Linked DNA regions of Zea mays: region 1 is linked to region 2. The links are chromatin contacts, called in public Hi-C maps. All regions are on one chromosome and are shown on one strand. The core of a region is the stretch at or near the end of the contact, and the rest is flanking DNA. Distances in the headings are between cores, read along the strand shown. Region 1 holds the start of LOC100277645. Region 2 holds the start of LOC113687172 (glycine--tRNA ligase, mitochondrial).

What was found. A called contact is a pair of places that touch in the nucleus more often than the background predicts.
Region 1: a Hi-C map of tassel shows a contact between it and region 2, with 7 times the contacts expected there. The contact joins the promoter of LOC100277645 here to the promoter of LOC113687172 in region 2. A contact is called at or near these places in 9 of 25 Hi-C or Micro-C datasets (bundle sheath, ear, endosperm and 3 more).

Annotation. Positions count from the first base shown.
Region 1 is chr2:65,757,415-65,765,021 of Zm-B73-REFERENCE-NAM-5.0, forward strand. LOC100277645 reads right to left here and starts at 2,235. Exons shown (of 4, transcript NM_001374032.1): 1 at 1,946-2,235; 2 at 1,782-1,853; 3 at 417-497; 4 at 1-194. The coding sequence starts at 2,138. The coding sequence ends at 67.
Region 2 is chr2:65,077,521-65,085,287 of Zm-B73-REFERENCE-NAM-5.0, forward strand. It overlaps LOC113687172 (glycine--tRNA ligase, mitochondrial), which reads right to left and starts at 1,969. Exons shown (of 9, transcript NM_001367480.1): 1 at 1,755-1,969; 2 at 1-18. The coding sequence starts at 1,952.

The sequences.
Region 1 (7,607 bases), core at 985-3,484, 680 kb after region 2:
CGGGAGGACCTCGCGAGATAAAAATGCATGCCTTCCTCTCTAAAAAAAAAGAGGACAGATCTGAAATCAGACCTCGATCACCGTCTCATCCTTCTTGGACGATTTCTTTCTCTTCCTCTCACTGGCAGGCTCCTTTCCCTTCAGCTCCTGAGAGAAGGTCCGCAGCAGGCCCATAAGATGCTCGTTCCTGTGAGCTGGACTTGCACACCAAAGATCAAAGTGTCAAACTGTGAAAGTTTTATTTCTTGTGAGGGCCAAAATGAGTGAGGTCTTTCTGCACATCCATCAACTAACCATAATACTAGGAAAAGAGAGAGTACAGCATACAGGTACAAGTAGTTCAAAAAAAATTTGTAAGAAGATGCACTTCTAAATTCTAAGAAGCCAAATATTACAGAATCAGCAGAAACAAGTACCTGTGAGTATGACATCATCCATCCTGACGGATTTGCGACCGGCATGCTGTGCAAACAACTCTGCATCCTTTGCTAGCTGCTCTGGACATTGCACGGAAGATGTCAAATGGAACATTCATACATAATGTTCTCACAGACACAAATCTATGTAGATCCAAAGCCTCCCTCCCTCCCTCTCCCTCAAAAGAGGATTGGAAGCGTGCAATTTACAATAGCTACTAGCTAGTACAGTAAGTGCCATGCTTGACTATTGTTGCTTTTCAACTAACGCACAATGCATCTACTTCACAATCTCTAATCACTATAGTTATTCGCTCGCTAATTTGTGGCAATGCAAAAAAAAAAAAAAAATCTCCGCAAGAGGTCTAAGATACAAGATCTATGTGCTCAACAGTTGCTTTCTACCAGGATATATTGGGTCACTCCAACAGTATGAATGTATGATTTGTGAAGCTTGCACTTAGCAGACATAATGTGGGGCGACCTTCGATAAGTTTTGACGTCACTGAACTTCAACTCTACTAGGTTGAGAAAAACAACCCCCTTTCCCTAAAAGCTATCATATAAGGGAATGAGATGAAAAAGACAGCTTCAGCATATCTCCTTTCTCAATCCCCTTTCCAGCTTTTCCTAATTTTTTTCTCAATCCCTCAAATAGATGGGAGCAAGCAGCATTTTTCTTCATCCCCTTTCCTTCCCCCTTTTGTGGGCTCACACTGGCCATTCTTGCCATCGCCACGTTGGGCAAGCGCGCACAGGCAACTGCCATGCTGCCACGGGCATGCGCGTAGGCCATGCTGGGATGTAGACAAACTTAGAAGAATGTGACTAAGAATGTAGACAAACTTAGAAGAATGTGACTACTGACTACTAACTCTTTGGTTGTAGTATCAAAACCCAGTGGACTATTGTTATAAGGAATTACTATCCTGTCGGTTTATCTCCACAAAAAAATGGGATGATGAGCTCTAACACAAGTATGACAACCTTTACAAATCAAAGCCTGATGGAGATCAAAAGTTGCAGGCACCCATAATTGGTCATTCGTGTTTTCTCCAGCACCAAGCATATATTCTACTAAACGCGTGCTAACTTAATGTAACTGAATCGCTCGTCTTTCAGCACATTTCTTCGTTTCAAGAACCATACTGTGCAAAATACTGAAACTAGTTCCTGTCTACTCCAAGCACTTGATTTCCCACAGAAACCAATTTTATTGGAGCAGTCAACTTGGCAACTCACAGGTGGAGATAAATTGTACTCGTAAGAGGTTCAGAATAGGATAGCACTTTGCAACCAATCAAAGAGAAATAACGTGCACAAGCGGTTACTGGTTACAGAAGGATAGGGTGCTGGGTGAAGGACCTGCGCTCTTGAACGCCAAGTCGGCGATGCAGGAAACAACGGGGTCGGCGACCGTCATTCCGGCCTTCTTTCCTGCGCAGATGCCGCATGCCAAGACGATGAACTTTTTTCCGGGCTCTTCAACTCCCAATAACGAAGGGAGGCGCGAGAGGATGCTACCATACCTTCGGCGGTGGCGATGCTGATGACGGCGAGGCGGAATCGGTCGCGGAGGATGTCGGCCTCGGCTTCGGCGGCCTCGTACCGCTCCACCTCAGCCTCGGCCTCGGCGGCTTCGTTGCGCTCGGCCTCGCCGCCGCTGTCGCCGGCGAGCGTCTCCATATCCATGTCTAGGTCGAGGTCCAGGTCCGGGTCCATGGTCCAGCCGCGGAGCTTCCACGAGACACACGAGCAGCAGCGAAGGCGGCTGGAGCGGTGTTTGCCGTTGTGGCGAACAGGAGAAATTTGCGATGGTGCCATTCTCAATGTTGGTAATATGTTATTATGTCTCTCGTGTCTATGATTGATGATGAGAATATATCTATCTATAATTTATGTATTCGATGGCATGCTACGAAATCCATAAATCATAATAACAAAATTGACAAATGTCTCGGCGAACAGACAGCGAGCCACGAGCCACGGCGAGATGGCAGGCAGCGTTTCTCATGGCACGGGCTGCTTCGTCCTCGTGTTTGGTCTGGGCCGCACATTGGGCTAAGAGATGGGGCCTTTGAAAGAAAGAAAAAAAAACCCAGATAGCACCGGAGCTCCTTTCTTTGCCATTTGTACTGGGCCACTCCTTTTCAGGACTAGAGCAACCTTTATAAACAAAAAACTCTTAACCATTTTAATTATGTAAGAAAATGTATTCGAATAAACTTTGAGTGTATTTTTTCACATTGTTGTATAACATAAGCCGAGTCCATGAAAAGTTCTTCCGAAGTCTCAAATTGGCTGGGTGTGCAGTGCGCTGTGCGCATATACACGTAGTTGTTCCCAACCGTTACCGTTTCGATAAAAAATATGCATCTTTGGATTGGACCCAGAGAGGGAGATTTAGTCAAAACCGCTCCTACTGGATACTTCCCTTTTCGCCTTTCATGGGAAGGGAATAACTTGAATTTTTTTTAAAAAAAAGAGAAATAAAGAAATAAAACACAATATATCACGCATCATCGTAATCTTAGTTAGTTATACTAATTATCCAAAATAAAGGGCGACAGAGAATCATGCAATAATAAACTAAAGAAGGCCACTATATGTGATATTCTTTGAGGCCTTTGCTTTACCTGTAGGCCTCAGGTGTACCCATCATTATCTATAGAACAAATCATCATCTCATCTGAATATTGGGAGGGACAGGGGGGCTTTTTTTCTATTTATATTTGCATATATCTTGCCATTTCCAAGTGATACCAGTAGTTAAGTCGAATTTGTTAGTGATCTACGGCTAATTTAAGCAAGCGAGCGTATGCTCAACAGCACCGGCGATGCATAATGTTGTCATTATATTAGCCATGCATAGTATAGATGGCCAAATGGGCCGTGCCTAACGGGCCGGCCCGAAGCACGGCCCGTTTAATAGTGCCGGGCCTGGCCCGGTACGAGAACCGTACCGTGCTTGAGCCGCTGTCTCGGCCCGCAGTGCCGGCCCGGCCCGGCACGATTATATATTTTTTATTTTATAAAACATAGTATATATATATTTACATTTTATATTAGCTATTTACAACAAACGCACTCGAGTTATACTGGTTAGTTTCCTTCAGTTAAGCGTTTCAGCCTCATAGAGTGAGATCGCGGGTTCAAATCCTCACAAAAACGCAGTTTTTTTGCTATTTCCTTGAATTAATGGGAGAACGTGACCCGTTAAACGGGCCGGCCCGGCACGACCACCAGGCCGGCCGGGCACGGCCCGATTAACCGTCGGGCCTGACGGGCCCGTGCCGGGCCGGGCCGCCCGTTTGGGTATCTCTAATGCATAGCTCGTTTTATGGGGCATGGGCATCAGCAAGCCATCATCCTTACGCAAGGCATAGGAGCGGCGTCATGTCATCGTCAGTCAGAGGAGAGGAGAGGAGAGGAGAGGATCATGCATATGGAGGATAAATATATAGGAGAGCAGCTAGCATGGTCCACAATCTCATAGTTAGTGGTGGCGTGGAGCGTGGAAGCACACATATATACATGATACATGTACATACACAGGTGGTGGGTAGGGCTAGCTCATCATCCATCGTGTTCGTTCTTGCATTTGAATTGAAAGGGAAAACAACTTTTTTTTTTAAAAAAAAACCCCGCATAGGGATACATGCATGCGTGCCCAATGGATGCCTTTGGACCGCCTCTAGTGTTATGGATGGCTACGCGCGCGCCTAGGCTAATCCACCTGCCCCTTGCGTGGGGGTGGTCGGTGTGGTGTGGGGTGCGCATACACGATGAGATGATGACGAAAGGCATGATCCCTAAAGCACTTGCATTACATAACTATACGTATTATTGGTTATTGCGACCAAGCACGCAGGAATCAAATCCTTCTGTGGCTACACGGCGCGCGCAGCAACGGCATGCTTCCAAGTTCCAATTCAAGTGCTACATATATAATATTCGCGCAATTTTTGTCCCACTTATGGGAGGATCAGCTTCCAGTATATATAGCTAGTGTCGTTCATGAGTAAACTATTTCCTTATCCAAACATAATCTATGTGTGTAATATGGTCCCATGTGTAGGTGGTGTTAGGGCACGTTAAGATAATTAAAGATTGTAGGGTCAGTCAAATATGCTAATGTATTTGAGGAGCTAGGATCTTTGCCCCAGGACAGGTATGCCGGCCGCTACACATATATATATGTGACAGAAATCAAGACTGCAAATCATGCTGATATGACATATATATAATAAATCTCTAGTTTAACTAACTGTTCACCTACTAGTAAGGGCTACAGCTCCCTGTGGAGTAATTTGGTCTCCCACATACTCATAGTCTATAGACTTTTGCAATGATTGGGTACAACCAAAATGAATTCCTCGTCTGAGGATCGGAGGGTATATATCACGTACGTACGGTTGCATCGGCATCATCCTTTACCGACCATTCCGTGACGGCACAGTATACGAAGACGTCTATGCATATATTCATTGGCTCTCCATGCATGATGCCCTATATATGGACTACGGGCAGCAGGTAAGCATCATCTATCTCTCTGTGCGTGGGCGTCCATATACCATGCATAGGGGTTTGTAGAGGCCGGGTGGTCCCTTTGGTCGCGCTCGCGCATGCAAAGGAGAGGAGATCGATAGGGTCCCCAATCCCCATAGGGAGGAGGTCGACATGAAATGAAAGCTACGCTCAATGAAATGAAATTAACAAGTGGGAGAGCGCCATAGCCTCAACTCGTGCCTTCATACAGGCCTTTCGTTCACAAATTTCCGTCGGTGTTGTTCATTTTTTTTTTAAAAAAATCTTATGTATACATGTGTGTGCTCCTTCGTATTTTAGATGTTTTTCAGTTCTTTCTTATTTCCTTATCCTTATAATACTTGTACTTATTGGCCTATGTTTTTAGTAGGTAACGTTTAAGGACATACTAATTAATTCATTCATGTCTGTGTGCTTCGGCCTTGTACTGCCGGTGACTTTTGATGCTCGACGCGCTAGGACAGTCGGTGGATCCGCCCCCTATCAAGTGAGACAACCGGCGGTGAGAATGAGATCGTCAACCCTCTCTTGTAGTTGTAGCTTTGGTCTCGTCTCTCTGTGTTGCGTGTTGTGAGAGTGAAAATGCATCCACTTACATAATTATGCAAATAAAAGTTATATAATCTACAAAACACGAAGCTAAAAATTACATATTTTATAAATAAAATCTAAATACCATGGTGTAGATCCTAGATATACTCATTAGTACACAGAAGCTCTATAGTGACGGTCCTAGAGCTATTTGCGCTGACGTTTTTCAGTGCTGCCGGTGCTAGGGGCCATTAGAAATCGGCCTTTTCACATGTGGTTGATTGCCAACTGCCAGTGTACACAACATTATCACTGGCGGTTTTCTTTAGCAGCCCGCCAGTGTAAATAACATTAGCACTGGCGATTTGCTTAAGAAACCGCATGTGTAAACATTATTATCACTGGCGGTTTTCTTTAGCAGCCCGCCAGTGTAAATAACATTAGCACCGACGGTTTGCTTAACAAACCGCATGTGTAAACATTATTATGACTGACGGTTTTATTTAGCAGCCCGCTAGTGTAAATAACATTAGCACTGGCGGTTTGCTTAAGAAACTGCATGTGGAAACATTATTATCACTGGCGATTTTCTTTAGCAGCCCGCCAGTGTAAATAACATTAGTACTGGCGGTTTGCTTAAAAAACTGCATGTGGAAACATGATTTTCACAGGCGGTCTCCTTAAGACAACGCATGTGGAAACATGAATATCACTGGCGGTTTTCTTTAGCAGCCCGCCAGTGTAAATAACATTAGCCCTGGCGGTTTGCTTACCATTCCCGCCAGTATAAGTTTTCCTGCCTTTTTCCAAATTTTCAAACAAAAGTGAATTTTCACTGGCGGACTGCTTAAGAAAACGCCTGTGGAAACATTATTATCACTGGCGGTTTTCTTTAGCAGCTCGCCAATGGAAATAACATTAGCACTGTCGGTCTGCTTACCAATTCCCATCAGTATAAGTTTTCCTGTCTTTTTTCAAATTTTCAAACAAAACTGAATTTTCACTGGCGGGCTGCTTAAGAAAACGCATGTGGAAACATTATTATCACTAGCGGTTTTGTTTAGCAGCTCGCCAGTGGAAATAACATTAGCACTGGCGGTTTTCTTTAGCAGCTCGCGAGTGGAAATAACATTAGCACTGACGGTCTGCTTACCATTTCCCGCCAGTATAAGTTTTCCTGCCTTTTTTAAATTTTAAAACAAACTGAATTTTATATTTATTTACACAAATCTGTTTATCATATATTGTTTATAACACATATTTTTCTGTTTACAACTATAAATTTTCAATCAATTAAAACTGAATTAAATTCGATACATTCTATACATCAAAACTGAACATATAAGTTTTCACCTATGCTCTAGCTAGAAACTATCTCGTTTAAGAGATAGTCTACTAACTTCTGTTAATATTCTAAACTCTGGCATAGCTAATGTACTGGAAGCGTCGTGATATTTTCCTTCAGCTGGAATGACCTCTTTTAATATGAATGTGCATAGGTCTTCAACTATGCCATACAATGCAGCTTCGGTCAAGTTCTCCGGATTTCCTTTTTGAATTTCCTGTAAAGGAAGTTTATAAACATCATCTATTCACATTTGCATCGTTAATTGACAAATACAAACATGACTATTACTAATAATACCTTGCTAAGGTTTGTGATGTATCGTCTGTTCATTCTCATAAACTCGCACGCATAGAACCCACATAAGACCGATTCTTGTGGTTGCTTGTGGCACTACATACATAACAGGAGATATTGGTTATTTAGTTGCAGCATTGTGTATGATATGTATTTATAAATTCACATACTTACCGGCCAGTGATAATGGATGTCTAGTGGAACACATTTTTTGGTCTTGTCGTACTTTCCACCTTTAAACTTATAGAACCTAAATGCTCTGTGATCTCAAGTAGAATCTCCATGTTATTTTAAAATTCTCAATGATATAAGTATGCATGCATGCATAGAAATGACTTACTGCTCTAAGATACTAAGGAATTTTGCATAGGTTGAAGGGTCATAGTTCAAGGAGTCGAGCACCAGCACCTTTCCAACCTTAGGATAAATGAGGAAGCATATCCAGTGGTCCCTGTACGAATCAAATTAAT
Region 2 (7,767 bases), core at 719-3,218:
TTCCTCCAATACAAAATGCTAATAAAGGAGTTGAGTAGATAGTAAGCAGTGATCTATAGTATACTCTCATGATGCACTGAAGACAGTATAGCTAATACATGCAGGCACTGGTAACTTTCAAGAAGTTGAGAACTTACGGTTGCAAACATAGTTTGATCTTATTGCAAGCAGTGTTTTTTACAGAAGTTTTTGTTACTACCTGCAATAAAATACTCCTGGCAACAAATTTCATCTTTTCAAAGCAAGGTGGTTTTCACTCCTGCGCATCCAATATACATTTGGCTAACAAATTACATGAAGGATACTTTGCCGCATGTCCCATGTCATAGTTTAGGAAATATATGTTACTCCTGCGCATCCAATATACCCCCGGATGCTGCCAAAACGCATTCAAGAGTCCCGTTAAAGGAAGTTACCGTGGGGCCCCAACTAACGGGAACACCGCTCCCGGGGCCTCATGCCATGGAGCCTACCCTGGCTCCGGCCAAGGAAGGGGCTTAACCCACCGATCAACTTGATCTCGAAGCAATGCAAAGAATGACATGTATACCACCAAGTCCAGTTAAGAGCGACCAAGGGTCCCAAGGCCCTTGGGGCCCCAAAGCACTCCCACACTTACGGAACCAAACCACAAGGATGGCTTAATACTCGAGTCCCCTGGTGCCCTGAGACGCCCTCAACTGGAATGACTTTGCCCAGGGTTCAGGTGTTCCAAAGCCTGTCCGCAAGAATCAAAGAGGCTCCTGGTGTCCTGAGGTGCCCCTAACTAGAATGAGCTAAGTCCCCAATCCCCTGTGCCCTGGGGCACTAATGAAGAATTTAGGTACACTGGCACTCTGTGCCCCGGGGGCTGGGGCACTGATTAGGGCAGAGGCACTTAGCTGCCCGAGGCATGTACTGGTTTCAAAATACAATCAACTGTTAATATGCAGTTTTGTGATAATATTTGATAGCAAATATTCAATTTTACGACACTGATACATAGATTTGAATATGTAGTTTCATGGTACAATCGACTTTAAATGTGCAGGTCTATGAGGTGGCACAGTTTGTGATAATTTTATTGGAAAAGATGTAGTGCTGGTAAAGTTTACTCTTAAATATTTTATAGTGCATTCCTTTAGTGACAGCAATCTAAATATGACAAATAAAATCACAATATGCATTGACATTTGAGAGCATCCTAAGCAGCACACCATTCCTACTAATAGCACAACCCACTAGATTTAATTGATTATTTTATAGAGCATAAGCTTGAGAATTTTCAATATGTGACCCCTGAAATAGCGAAACTGAGAACCTTAATCTTCTACAATCCAGGAAACCAATGTAGCCTCCTAGTCATCAAGCTTACGAAGTATGACCAGAGCAATTGCCAAGGTATACAATCAGCACAGCAGAACAAGCATCCTTTGGGTGCTAGCGCACCCAGTAGCTGCCTTTCCCTTTCACTAAAAGGTAGGTACCCAATTTCATCAATCAATTCATACCACACCACATGTCTAAGTGCAAATCCAACACCGCACAGCGAAGGTACACTGTCGCAAACAAAGGCCCAGTCAACCTTCTACTTGAGACCAGGCCAAGTAGATCAAAATCCAGCACCCAGCACTTCAGTAGCTGCCCTCTTTCGCGTCAATCCAGAATCAATCAAAACTGAAAAATGTGCCGCCTTTGCCTCGAACGTGCCAAGTATTGAGAGAGCTAGCTAGTTCAGTATCCATCTGCGGGTGTAGTAGTAGGTAGTACAGTACCTGGCGCCAGAATGCGAGGACGTTAGCTTTGACAGCGCAACCTGGGGGTCCGTAGTCGTAGAGCCCCGCGACGCCGCCGTAGATCTTGAAAGAGGGCACGAAGAAGAGCCGGCGCTCCAGCGTGTTGGTCACGGCCGCGCGGAACGCGTCGCGGCTCATCGTCCCCGCCCCACCCGCCGACGGGACTGACGCGGCCATAGCCACGAGCTGCCGCGCTGTCGGGGCTAGGGTTTGGGGCGGGCGTAGGAGCAGGAGAGGTTTTGCGAGCGGTGCGCGAGGGGAGGGCGACGAGAGGAGGAAGGAGACGCGGCGGAGCACGAGCATCAGATGGGAAGCGGATCGAGGGGCTGACGTGTGGGGCCCACTAGTCGGTGACCTCGGTTGTCCACTTGTCCAATGTGCACGCGCGCTGGCCCGCAGATATTTTTGGTGAGTGCGGCATGGGTCATCGGAAAAAACTCTCTACATCTTTATCTTTACTACTCCTTATGTTTGTATCGTAGGCGTTCATATTCGACTATAGTGCACGGTTCTGCCGTCGCGCTCCCTCCGCCTCCCCATGCCCCGCTCCCGCGATACCCGCGCGTGCCCTCGCCTCCGCCGCCGCGATGCTCGTGCCTCTGCCCCCGCCTCCTCCGCCCTCGCGACGCTGCGCCCTCCGTCCGCCACGAGATCCCTGCCCTTCCCCCAAACCCTGTCCTGCACCTCGTGCCCCCGCCTCCGCTCGCGATGCTCCTGCTCGCCCCACCGCCGTGACAGTCGCCTTCGCATCCGCCGCCAGATCTCTGCCCTTCCCCCAAACCCTGCCTCGTACCCCTCCACGAGCTTCGTCGCGTCATCCCTGCCCTGCCCCCCGGAACCTCGTTCCCCCAGCCCTCCCCTCGTCCCCGCGCGCTACAACCGCCGGGTTGGCCTGCGGAGAGGTCGCCGCACCCCAACAAGGTAGGATGTCGTGCCCCGCCCGACACCCCGTTTAGCGCTCCCGTCCGCCAACTCTCTGCGCACCAGACCCACTGCCCCCATCGTCTCTGCAGATCCGGGGTTTGCTCGGGTCTCCTTGCCTCGCCGGGGTCCCACCGCGACGATCGAGGAGCATGGTGGGCGAGGGGAGGCGGGAACGAGCGGCGGAGGAGGTGAAGCTCGACATCCGCAACGTGCTCATGGCGCTCGAATCCCTCAAGAAGGAGTCCCTCAAGAAGAAGAAGGGCGACAAGGATAGAGCAGTCGGGCCGTCCTCTAGGAAGAAGCACGCAGAGGCCGCGCAGCAGCAAGCGCCACCACAGAAGGAGGTATTCTGGGCTCCCGCGTCGCTCACCACCAAGTCCTGTGCAGATGTCGAGTACGACGACGATGACTCGATGCGTCCCGCCGCCGAGCCCACCAAGGAGGAGGAGGACATCGAGGGAGCTGTGTGCAGCGCCCCCTGTCGCCGCGCTGTCAAGAATACTACCCCCTCCCCCTCGCGCAACATGGTGGATGCACGGGCCAGTACCGGTGCTGAGGATCCCATGGTCGTGGACGTCGTCGTGACGCAACTGATGCCGGAGGAGGAGGCGCTCCAGCTCTGCACCGGCTGCGTCCATGAAAGTTGCCTAGAGGGGGGGGGGTGAATAGGCAAGTTAAAACTTTTTCAACAAAAACTAGAAGCAAACTGGGTAAAACTGAATTGATCTCGAAATTCACCCAGTTAACTTTGGAAATGAGATGTTCTAAATGATCCACAGGGTTCAAAGTAGTAGATCTGAGAAGGGCACTTCTCAAAATCCACACACCAAAAAGATATAAACAAATCTTTCACGGAATGGTGAGAGAACGAAGAACACGAATAAGCACAATGAACAAGAACACAAGAGACACAAGATTTATCCCGAGGTTCGGTCACACCACCAAGGTGCCCTACTTCCTCGTTGAGGCGCCCACAAAGAGCCGGGTCTTTTTCAACCCTAATCCTCCCTTTGCCGACCACAAAGGTCAAGCCCACACACTAATCTTTGCTCAAACGAGCGGGTAATACAAACTTTCTTGTGGTCTTCCACAAGATTTGGAGACTCACAAGAGACACCTAGTCGTCTAGGAGCTAGAAGCTCCAAGAGTAATGAATCCACAAAGAACTCGATGTAGTACCAAAGCTCGAATGAAGAAGAGCAAGAAGGATTTAGAGATGAAGCACCAAAATCGCAGCTCTTCAATCTCACTCAAAGATTTCTCTCCAAAGATTTGAAATAGGAGAGGCAAGAGGTGTGTGAGAGAGAGTGGGAGGTGTTTCTCAGGTTGGGAATGAAGTTTTGTGCGTGCTCTCCTGTGGGGAGAGAGGTAGGAGTGAGTATATATAGGTGGGGCTCCAAAACTAGCCGTTTTTGACTTTTCTGCTCAAAAACCGGTTGAACCGGTCCCAAAACCGGTTGAACCGGTTTTCAAAAAGCTGCGTACAGCTTTTTGGCTGACACAGCAGACTGGCAGAAAAAAGTGAACAGTGCAAAAACCGGTTGAACCTGTTTTAAAACCGGTTGAACCTGTTTCCACCAGACAAAAACCGGTTGAGTGTCCGGTTGAGTGTCCGGCTGAACCAGTATTTTGAAAAAAGGTGAACAGTGCAAAAACCGGTTGAACCTGTTTTAAAACCGGTTGAACCTGTTTTTTCAAAAATCAATTTTGACCAAGATAGACTTAAAAAGGTTGTACTACATACTTTCACTAAGGATTAACAAGGGTAAAATGGAAGTTTTAGATCAAGGATTTTGAGCTTTAGTACCAACACCAACCTTCTTTTTGGATCCCCCTTGATAGTACGACGATTCCTATACTCAAGTTAAATAAAATATAATTAAGTAAACTCCTTGAGTCATTGGTGTCTCAAGTGTGATTTCTCCATGATGTTGCTTCATAAGGATCACAAACATCTTTGTCTCACCTTTGAAGCAAACACAAATCGAGCCTGTGACTTGTGCCATTTCACCATATATGAGTTCAAATCATGGCTTCAAGTCACCTTACTGATGCATCAACATGTTGTAACTCTTCATAGCTGATTAGTTCATCGACTTAGTGCAAGTACTCTCTTCTTCACCTTAGCCATGGTACCTCGGTCTACAAGCCGTCACTTGGCCTTCACCTTCGCTTAGTTCCTCGAAGCCCTTTCCTTGCTATCTTCACCATATCAAGCCATTCTTGAGTCACATCCTATTGAGCATCCATTGAGAGAATCATTTCTTCAATATTGTGAACCTTGCTTGAATGTCATCTAGATATAACTGCTAAGATCAATCAAGCTCTAGTTTGATTCTCATATATTCATATATGGACTAATAGTAATATGGTCAAGCCAATTCACGATTCCTCATATCTTATTCACTTTGGCTTGACCAATCCTCTTAATCACTTCAACCTCTATTATGATCATATTTATGCATAGTGATTTCTCAGGACTTGTCCATATATTCAAACCAATATAGAGACCATATTATATCCATTTGCATTGTCTCACTGGTTATTTGACCTTGTGTTGAACATTGTTCACTGATCATTATACACTATTCAAGTATGTTCATCATACTGAATTTCCTGTTCAACACTTAACAAACTTGTTAGACCTTTAAATGTGTTGTTATCCAAATCACCAAAACTCACAAAAGGGATGAATGCACTTTCAATCTCCCCCTTTTTGGTGATTGATGACAACACATTTAAAGCTTACATAAGATTTGATAAATAAGATTTTGAATCCTATGATATAGTTTCCTCCCCCTAAATATGTGCATTTCAGAAAATACCAAGTTTGTACTCAAATGCCAAAAGCACATATTTGGGTCAAAGAGTGAAGACAACTTATATCATACTATTCATAGGATGCTTTGTGTCATAAATAAATGTAATGCTCATAACATAGTATGCACTCATCAACTTTCTACATCTTATGTTTTTCTTATGACTTCCCCTTTTTTTTAATTATTTCTCCCCTTTTTAAAGTCTTCTAACACTTAGTTACATAAGACTAAAGGTAAGCTTTAATGCAAAATTTCTCCCCCTTTGTCATAAATCTCCAAAAAAAAATATAAAGAATATAAAGGGTAGAAATTATGATTAATCAAGATTTGAACACACTATCATGAAAAGGGTCCTTATATGGCACAAAGGTAATGGAGAAGTGCCATAAGTGATGTACCTTTGCGTTTTACCTTTTCAAAGGGGTGTTCCACACTTGTGTTGTATTTAGAGTTCATTTTGCAATCTCTTGTTGGCATAATTATGACATAGGTCCAAGATATCAAATGAATATTGTCATACTAATTGAAAGATAAATCTTGATACCTAGAGTCTAGATGTCACCTAGCATTTTCTTATCATAACAAGAGGCAGCATGAAAATTGCACAAGTATGGATTATACAACTAGTGATCATGTATGAAAAATATCAATTGAAAAACACCGATTGATACAATTTGATAGATAAGCAGATCACTAATAGCATATTACACTAAGTTCTCCTCAAGTTTTAGAGCGCACATATATATGAATTCAATTGATACCAGTTGAGAGTACTTATTTGTAATTTAAAGTACCATTAGCATAAAATGAGTATAAATTGAACATAATCATGCGACATAAGAAACATGTGCACTATTTAATCAATTAAGTTCTAGACAGGAGAATTTATAAGCTATGCTACTTTAGACATTTGCAATCCAAAAGAATATGATATATGTTTACCAGTTTTAGATGATTTTGGAGTAGCATATACAAGATAAACTCATTATCTTATAAAATGTATAAAAGATACATTTATTGGAGCAAAGAATTTTTGATACCCATCAAAATTTGCAGTGGAAGCGATTGTCTTTGCCCGAAGATTCCTTTCTAATTTGAGACTACACACATAATAGACTTGGAAATGAAGTTAGTCTCAAAGATTCAAATTATAGACCATTCTCCCCCTAAATGTGTGCATACAAGTGATGAATACTTGTTTAGCTTATGCACTTGGACTTGTGAGGTCAGGGGATTAAGTTCTACAATTTGAACCTTGGTACAGATAAAGTATGAAAATGTGAAATTGTACCAATTGAAGGAATTACTCATAATAAAAAGGTATACTAATAGATATGATATGCAATATTTTAAGCCAAGATTCAAGAGAAGTTAGCATGTTTGACTCATACCTCACTAAGATGACTTAAGACAAACTTATGACATCACCACAAGAGGTATTAATCAAATATCTAGAGATTCTATAATCATCACCACTAGTGCAACCTTATGGTGAGACTTAAGATATTGCATATACATGCACACATTAGCATGTAAGAGCCTAGATACAAAAATTGTAATACAATAGTTCATGGAGTGACACACCTTTGTTCTACGCCACATGGTCTCCATTATAATCATGAATTTACATCTTAGCTTTTGATAGGCTTGACATTATTTTTGCACAAAGCAAGATGATTTTCATTCATGCCCATCAGTCTTCATTACGACATGTATTGAGTAAATTTAGCATGCCAAGGACAAACATATCCTCTTAAAAAAAACAAGAGAAACCCATTCTTTTCAAAGAACTACACAAGTTCACTAAAAGAAAATGTTAGTATTTAAGGACACAAGATATAGAATGAGCTCCCCCTAAATGTATGCATCAAGTACTCGAATTACTTGTAACATGCACTTGATTCAATTAAGATTCTTAGAGGAGTTCATCATATATCTTGGTCAAGGCATAATATATTTGAAACAATTGAATTTATGCTAGAGAACACATATTGATCCTCAATAGAACTAATCCATGGGGTGACATGTGGTAAATATTTGATCATTTCCTTGGAACCACTCATCCTCATTTGATGTTCTCCAAGGTGTGAGACTACAAAACATGAACTTTAAGAAATCATTAATCTCACAAGATATAGGTTAAACTCTCCCTCAATTTGTGCATGCAAGAGTGCACAAAGTACACTTATGCACATCAACAATACGAGGTTAAAGGAGATGTTTGCACTATATATTGGTTTAACATAATA